Linked DNA regions of Sus scrofa: region 1 is linked to region 2. The links are chromatin contacts, called in public HiChIP or PLAC-seq maps. All regions are on one chromosome and are shown on one strand. The core of a region is the stretch at or near the end of the contact, and the rest is flanking DNA. Distances in the headings are between cores, read along the strand shown.

Region 1 (3,114 bases), core at 111-2,610, 160 kb after region 2:
GTCAAGAAAAAGAGTGTCAGGGGACAAGGATTTCAGGGCACTGTTCACTCCATGTCCAGCAGCTCCATGCTGACCACATTCCTCCTGGATGTAGATGACAGTGAGTTGTGCCCAGCTATGTGGTCTTGGTTCATGGCATTGGTTGGGGTGGGAGCCAGGCAATGCCCGTGTGCTAACCTGTCTCTCTCTTCTCTCCCCACTGTCTCCATGGTCCGTCTCGTATCCGTCACCTCATGCGCTGCGTGTGTCCATAGAGTCACATTCTGTGCTGTCTGGCAGAGAGCTCCATCTCAGTCTCTCAACTCATCTCATCTCATCTCATCTCACAGTCCTGACATTGCCTCAGCATGGCCATCTCATCACGCCTCGCCCTGTGGGAGCAGAAGGAAAGTAACGCTCAGGGCTTGGGCTGCAGCCGCAGGGAACACCCGGACTCTCCAAGGATAAGTCACAGCCCTGGTGGCCAGGCAGCCTCCTCCCACCTCAGGGATTCTGCCATCCAGAGCCTCCCTGGGGGCATATACAGACCCCTTCCATCTTCTGCCTGGGATAGCCATGGCTGCTCCAGCTCAGCCAGGCATCAGTGACTGTGCCTTCCTTCCCTTGGCTGCTGGTCATTGCTGGTTCCTCAGCAGGTGGCAGAGGAATGAGGGTAGACCAGCTGTCCTGGCTCCAACCTCATGCAGCTCTGATGAGTGGGGAAGGTGGAGGGGAGAGCACGGCGGGGAGGCATAGCTGTTGGCAGGCAGGTCTATGCTATGGGGATGCGTTTCTGTGGTTCCTGCCTCTGTCACCATGGAGAACTGAAGGCGGGCCCTCCTTTCCAGTGATGCTCTTTTCCCTTTTGTATTTCTCACAAGATTCCATGAAGAGCTGCTGCTTTCTTTGATGCCTGTGAGCTCCTCCACCCCTCATCCCATGCTCGTGCACATGATTTGATAAATCGGAGGCTAAAGGGTAGAGGGGTTGAGAAGCTTCTTTCTGGCTGCCTCCTGGCTGCCTCTGTGGTTTCTGTACATACCGAGAGGGAGAGGTGTGGTGTAAGTGTGAGCCCAGCCTCCTGTGTCCCTTGCTTCTCTCCTCATGGGGAGAAGTCTGCCTTATCTCCTGGCCTCTGCTTTATCTCCTGGCCTTTCCTATCTCCTTTGGATGCTCCTTTTATCAGTGCGCTACAGAGGTCCCCTTTTATCAGTGCCAGCCTGTGAATAGGACTTTGATAAGGAGCTTATTTTAAACCAGCATGTAGCTTGCTATAAAAAGCACTTTTTAAAAAAATTTTTCAAAACTTATGTGCCATCACAGTTATGCTGGTTAAAGATACTCTCATGTTCCACAGCCAGTACCAGACCCAAAGATCGCTATGGCCGATGAAAGAGTCTCAGCTGCAGCTCAGGTCCAGCCAGCTCTGTCCTGGACCATGTTTCTGGTGCTTTAAAGCCCAGTGTTGTGGAGCCCCTGGCTGCCCGGATCCTGGTTTAAAGACCATCAGGAAGGCACAGCATGGGGTCAGCTGAGTGGGCTGGAACCCTAGGGCTGGATCCTTCCAAACCATGTCTAGAAGCCCTTCCCTCCCTTACTGTGCTCCTGGCATACAGAAAGTGATTAGAATGATGGATGAATCACTTAATCTGGTATATTAACTGTAAGCTGAAATGGGGCAGGAGAATGGTTCCCTGTGATCATCTCCTTGGAAACCAGAAAGGCTCCTTTTGGAACAGGTCTTCCCAGAGGTGGGTCTGTCCCACACCAAGGAAGGGAACCAGTGGCCTTGATCATCCAAGCTCTATCATGAAACTGTCCGGGCAGAGATTGCAGTAACTAGAGGGGCCTCTGGAGCTGTGCATTCCACTGTCATGTGCTGTCTTGAGGCTTCCCAGAGCCCCGCCTGCTTTGCTATGACCTCTCACACATGGGCTTGCTCATGTATGTCCTCTGGCCTCCTCCCTGGCTCCATCACAGGCTCTTTAAAGGGCAACTTGTCCTGCTGGTTCATTCACTGAGCTTTCTCTTTCCTTGCTTCTGCAAAACAGATTCGGGAAGAGGACAAGAGCCCTCCACCATCCTCGCCCCCTCCCCTTTTTTCTGTCATCCCAGGGGGCTTCATTAGCAGCTGGTCCGGGAGACTGAGAAAGAGTCCAAGGAGGCAAGGCGGAGGAAGCAGGCAGCACTTGCCTCTCCGGAACGGGAGGTAAGTGTCCACAAGAAGGGCACCAGGTAACCTCAGTACCATCGTGTCCTGTGAGCCTCCTCTGAGTCACCCGTCACTTGTTTTTATTCCTGCCGTCCCCACTTTGAGGAGTGTCCTACCTTCAGCATGATCTGTTGAGCTCCTATGCATCCTTCAAAACCCAGTTCAAATTTTAATTTCTGGAAAGCTTTCCCATTGCCTGCCGTCCTCTAATTCCCACTCCACCTGCTATGCCTGCCTTGATTGTGGTCAGCATAGTAATTACTTGATCATATAACTCATTTGACTAGGAAGTCCTTAAGAGCAACTCTTTCTTATTGGACTCTGTATCTTGAGCAGCTTATAAAACCTGGCCCATAATAGGCCCATAGTGAATTAAAAATTTTTGTTGAATGAATGAATGATATCAGTTGATGTATGATGGGGATCATTTTACCACTACTTTTGTGAAAAGAGAAACCTAAGTATTAGCTCAGGATGTATAGTTAGTTCACTTTCATTTAAGCAGAAAAGATGTTCCATTGGTATTCACTGGTTATTGCTGTGTTGGCTGTTAAAATATAACCCTTCCACCATACCAGGTGGTAGATGGCCATGGCCTCAGGTCCCAAGTGCCATCCTGCTGTCATGCTCACCTAGGCCCCTTCCCTGAGTCCGTCAGACTGGTCATAAGCCAATAATGAAAGGATTACTGCTCGGCACAGGTAGGCACCTCAGGACCCTGCTCCAACTGGCATCCCTTCTGATCACTTGATGTCCATTTAAAACCCTTGCCTGTTCTGAATAGAAGTGCTGGATGGAAGCAGTAAGTGAATGAGGTGCAGTCCCTATGCTTTACCTAAGGACCTGCAGATTTATCCCTGATGGTGACCCATGCTGCCTTTGTCCTTTTCCCAGCTCTTTAGCCAGGGCACTCTGGCAGGAGG
Region 2 (2,915 bases), core at 286-2,785:
TCTTACACCCCTCTTGTCCTTTTCTGGACAACTTCACTGAATATTGTGCCTTAGATCTTGAGAAACATCTGGTTAAAGCAGCCAATTGTGATGGCAGGCATACAGGAAAAAGATGAAGGGGGGTGGTAAGAGAAGAGAACAAAAGAGAGCAGGCTTCTTATATGACCAAATCAGGCTGCTTCTGCTGTGACATTACATTTAATGTCCTTAACCATTTCTGGTGAACTCTGTTGACCAGGTAAACTATTGACAGAACATTTACTCAAATCCTAGGAAAGTCGAGGCTCTTGGTGCAATGTGACCAGAGGGGATGAATTAAAAGTATATATATATATATTTTGATCCACTGATTCTCAGCTTATGTCTTTGTAAGACTTCCTGGGGACCCCTTAACATCACTCTGGCAGGAGTGATGGTTCTGACTGTGGACTTGTGTGTACCACTGTGAAAAAAATAAGAAGTAAATGAAAACCCCAGGCCCACAGGGGCAGTGGTGACTCCAGACACCCACTCCAGACTGAGGATCAGGAAGCTGGAAATTCCCTCCTGCCTGGGTGTTTGGCCTCCACCTCTTCTACTTCCCTATATCACCCTTGTGGTGGATCTGTGCTCACAGTAGGGCTCCCCTAATTGTTTCTTGAATTGATGGTAAAACCACAAGAGCAAGAATAATTCTAGTTCTCAGGGAACATTTTAACATCTAAACTCAAACCTTTGCGGGCAAGGGAGCAGAGACCACCCTTGGGCAGACAGCTCATCCACCAGTGGGCTCCTAAGGGCAGCTCCGCTCCCACGAGGGAGCTCTCACCTCATTTTGCCCTGCTTAGCTTGAGACAAGTACCCTATTCCAGCTGTTAGATTTCTCTTTTCTGAGTTTACGGGGCTGGGGGCCGGGGCCCGGGGGCGGAGGGGCGGTTTTCAGGGTCAGAACTGAGGCTTAGGGGCCGGTCTGCGGAGCGCTGTTCAAGGGTGACCGGGACCACGGCTTCAGCAGCACCTGGGCGGGACAGGTGGGCACATGCATTTCTGGGGCCACCCCAGACCTCCTGGAGGATGCTGATGGACACTGTCCAGTTTGAGAACTGACGTCTCCGGGGCACAGAGACCTCCCTTGGGTGGTAGGCGTCGGGTCCGGGGCGCCCCGGGCTCGCAGAGGTCCCAGGGGAGAGGGGGCGTGAGAGCGGCGGGAGCGGCGGGCGGGAAGTCGGGAGAAGAGAGAGGAGGAGGAGAGGAAGTCCCCCGTGGCCACTCTGAGGGGAGGGCGGAACGGTGCCTACAGGGACTGGGTCAGGCGGCGAAGGGTGGGCAGGGCCAGGCCAGGCTGCTCAGCCCGGGGGCCTGGGGGCACTGGCCGAGGGGCGCGCGCTCCCTGCCGACCCTCACGGAAGGGGCGGGGGCGGCGGCGCGTGCGCGGGGCTGCGAGCGGCGCGCGCAGGAGGCGGGGCGGGCACCAGGCTGCGGGGCGCTGAGCCGGACACGGGGCGCGCGGCGGGCGGAGGCGCGCGGGGGGGCGCGCGGCGCGCGGGAGCGCGCGCGGGGGGGCTGCCCCGGGGCGGCCCCCCACGTCGGGGCGAGGCGGGCGGCGGCGGCGGGAGCGCGTCCCGTCCGGGTCCCGAGGAGCCGCCGCCGCCGCCGCCGCCGCCGCTCGCCAACATGGCGGACCTGGAGGCCGTGCTGGCCGATGTCAGCTACTTGATGGCGATGGAGAAGAGCAAGGCGACCCCGGCTGCCCGTGCCAGCAAGAAGATCGTCCTGCCCGAGCCCAGGTACCGGCTTCCCGGGCCCGCGCCGACCCCTTCGTATCCGCCCCCCTGCGGCCGCCAGCGACCCCCTGTGTCCGGGAGGGTCGGGCGCTCAGGCGCTGCTGTCCCCCGGCCGGCGACCTCGGGGAGCGGGCGCTACGGGGTTGGCCTCGCCGTTCCCGCCTCTGAAATGGGGCATCGGAGGGCTGTCGGGCGGACTCCGGGATAAAGCGCCCGGCGCGGCGTGTGCAGCGCACCGCGAGCGCCCCAGCGAGGGGTTGCTATGATGTGGTTGTGACTTCGCTGGACGAGCTCCATCTCTTTCCCCCCTTCCTGTCCCATCCCAGTCTCTCGGTCCAGTCCCATCCCTGTGGTTCTCCCTGTTTCATTGCTGTGGTTTCCTCCTCCCCCAGGCTTGTCCTTCCAGCCCCATCCTTATCCCTATCCCACTGTCATCCCTTTTCTCCCCTCTAGCCCCAACATATGGTCCCCCGCCTGCCCCATCTCTGCTTGCCCCATGCCCGTCTTTCCCTAGTGTTCCATCCTGGTCGTTCCTTCCCTGGTTCGTCCTGCTGTTCCCCTTTGCAACTCCGTTCTCTCTTCAGCTCCCTCTGGGTGCCCGAGCTGGGGAGTGCAGGCGGTTTGCCGTTTACTCCGCGTACTTCAGTTGCTATTTTCTGTGCTTGCTCCCCTTGAGGTCCACCAGTCCAGTCAGCTCCCTGCATCCCTTTTCTCTTTTGTGCCCCCAGGCAACAGGGAGTGGATTCCCACCCACCAGGTTTTTTTATATTTTGGGTCTCTTGAGCGGCTTTCCTCAACTTGCAAGCGGACACTTTGTAAAAAGGTGGAAACGGGGCTCACTTAAAAATGCACGTTGAATGAGTGATTTTAGAAAGAATTTGTTGTTTAAATTACCAAAGAAGGGCCTGATTGGATTGCAAGGGGCTCGGGTGAGGTCCATACCAAGTTGTCATTTTAGCTCAAAAATGATTTATTATTGATGAAGTAGTAAAAAGACATGATTAGTTCATATCATTAGCACCACCCCAGAAAAGATCACACATCGGATTAATAGTGAGTTTCAAATAGTGTGCCCAAGGATTAGGGTTGGATTTTTTCCTAATTGACACTATTATGAGTTGTACGGAGTATGTGGCTTCTTGATGCTAAAGA

The links. HiChIP or PLAC-seq counts read pairs in DNA pulled down with a chosen protein or histone mark.
Region 1: an H3K27ac HiChIP or PLAC-seq map of skeletal muscle shows a contact between it and region 2. The contact joins the promoter of MYO18B here to the promoter of GRK3 in region 2. A contact is called at or near these places in 3 of 47 Hi-C or Micro-C datasets (embryonic fibroblasts, fetal heart ventricle and skeletal muscle) and 2 of 2 datasets of contacts at active chromatin or transcription factors (alveolar macrophages and skeletal muscle).

What each region holds. Positions count from the first base shown.
Region 1 is chr14:43,466,463-43,469,576 of Sscrofa11.1, forward strand. It overlaps MYO18B (unconventional myosin-XVIIIb), which reads left to right and starts at 1,361. Exons shown (of 44, transcript XM_021073682.1): 1 at 1,361-1,426; 2 at 2,031-2,103; 3 at 2,106-2,188. The coding sequence starts at 1,361.
Region 2 is chr14:43,303,720-43,306,634 of Sscrofa11.1, forward strand. GRK3 (beta-adrenergic receptor kinase 2) reads left to right here and starts at 1,536. Exons shown (of 21, transcript XM_001924379.7): 1 at 1,536-1,766. The coding sequence starts at 1,654. It overlaps LOC110256814 (vegetative cell wall protein gp1-like), which reads right to left and starts at 1,655. Exons shown (of 2, transcript XM_021073681.1): 1 at 1,384-1,655; 2 at 938-1,250. The coding sequence starts at 1,655. The coding sequence ends at 938.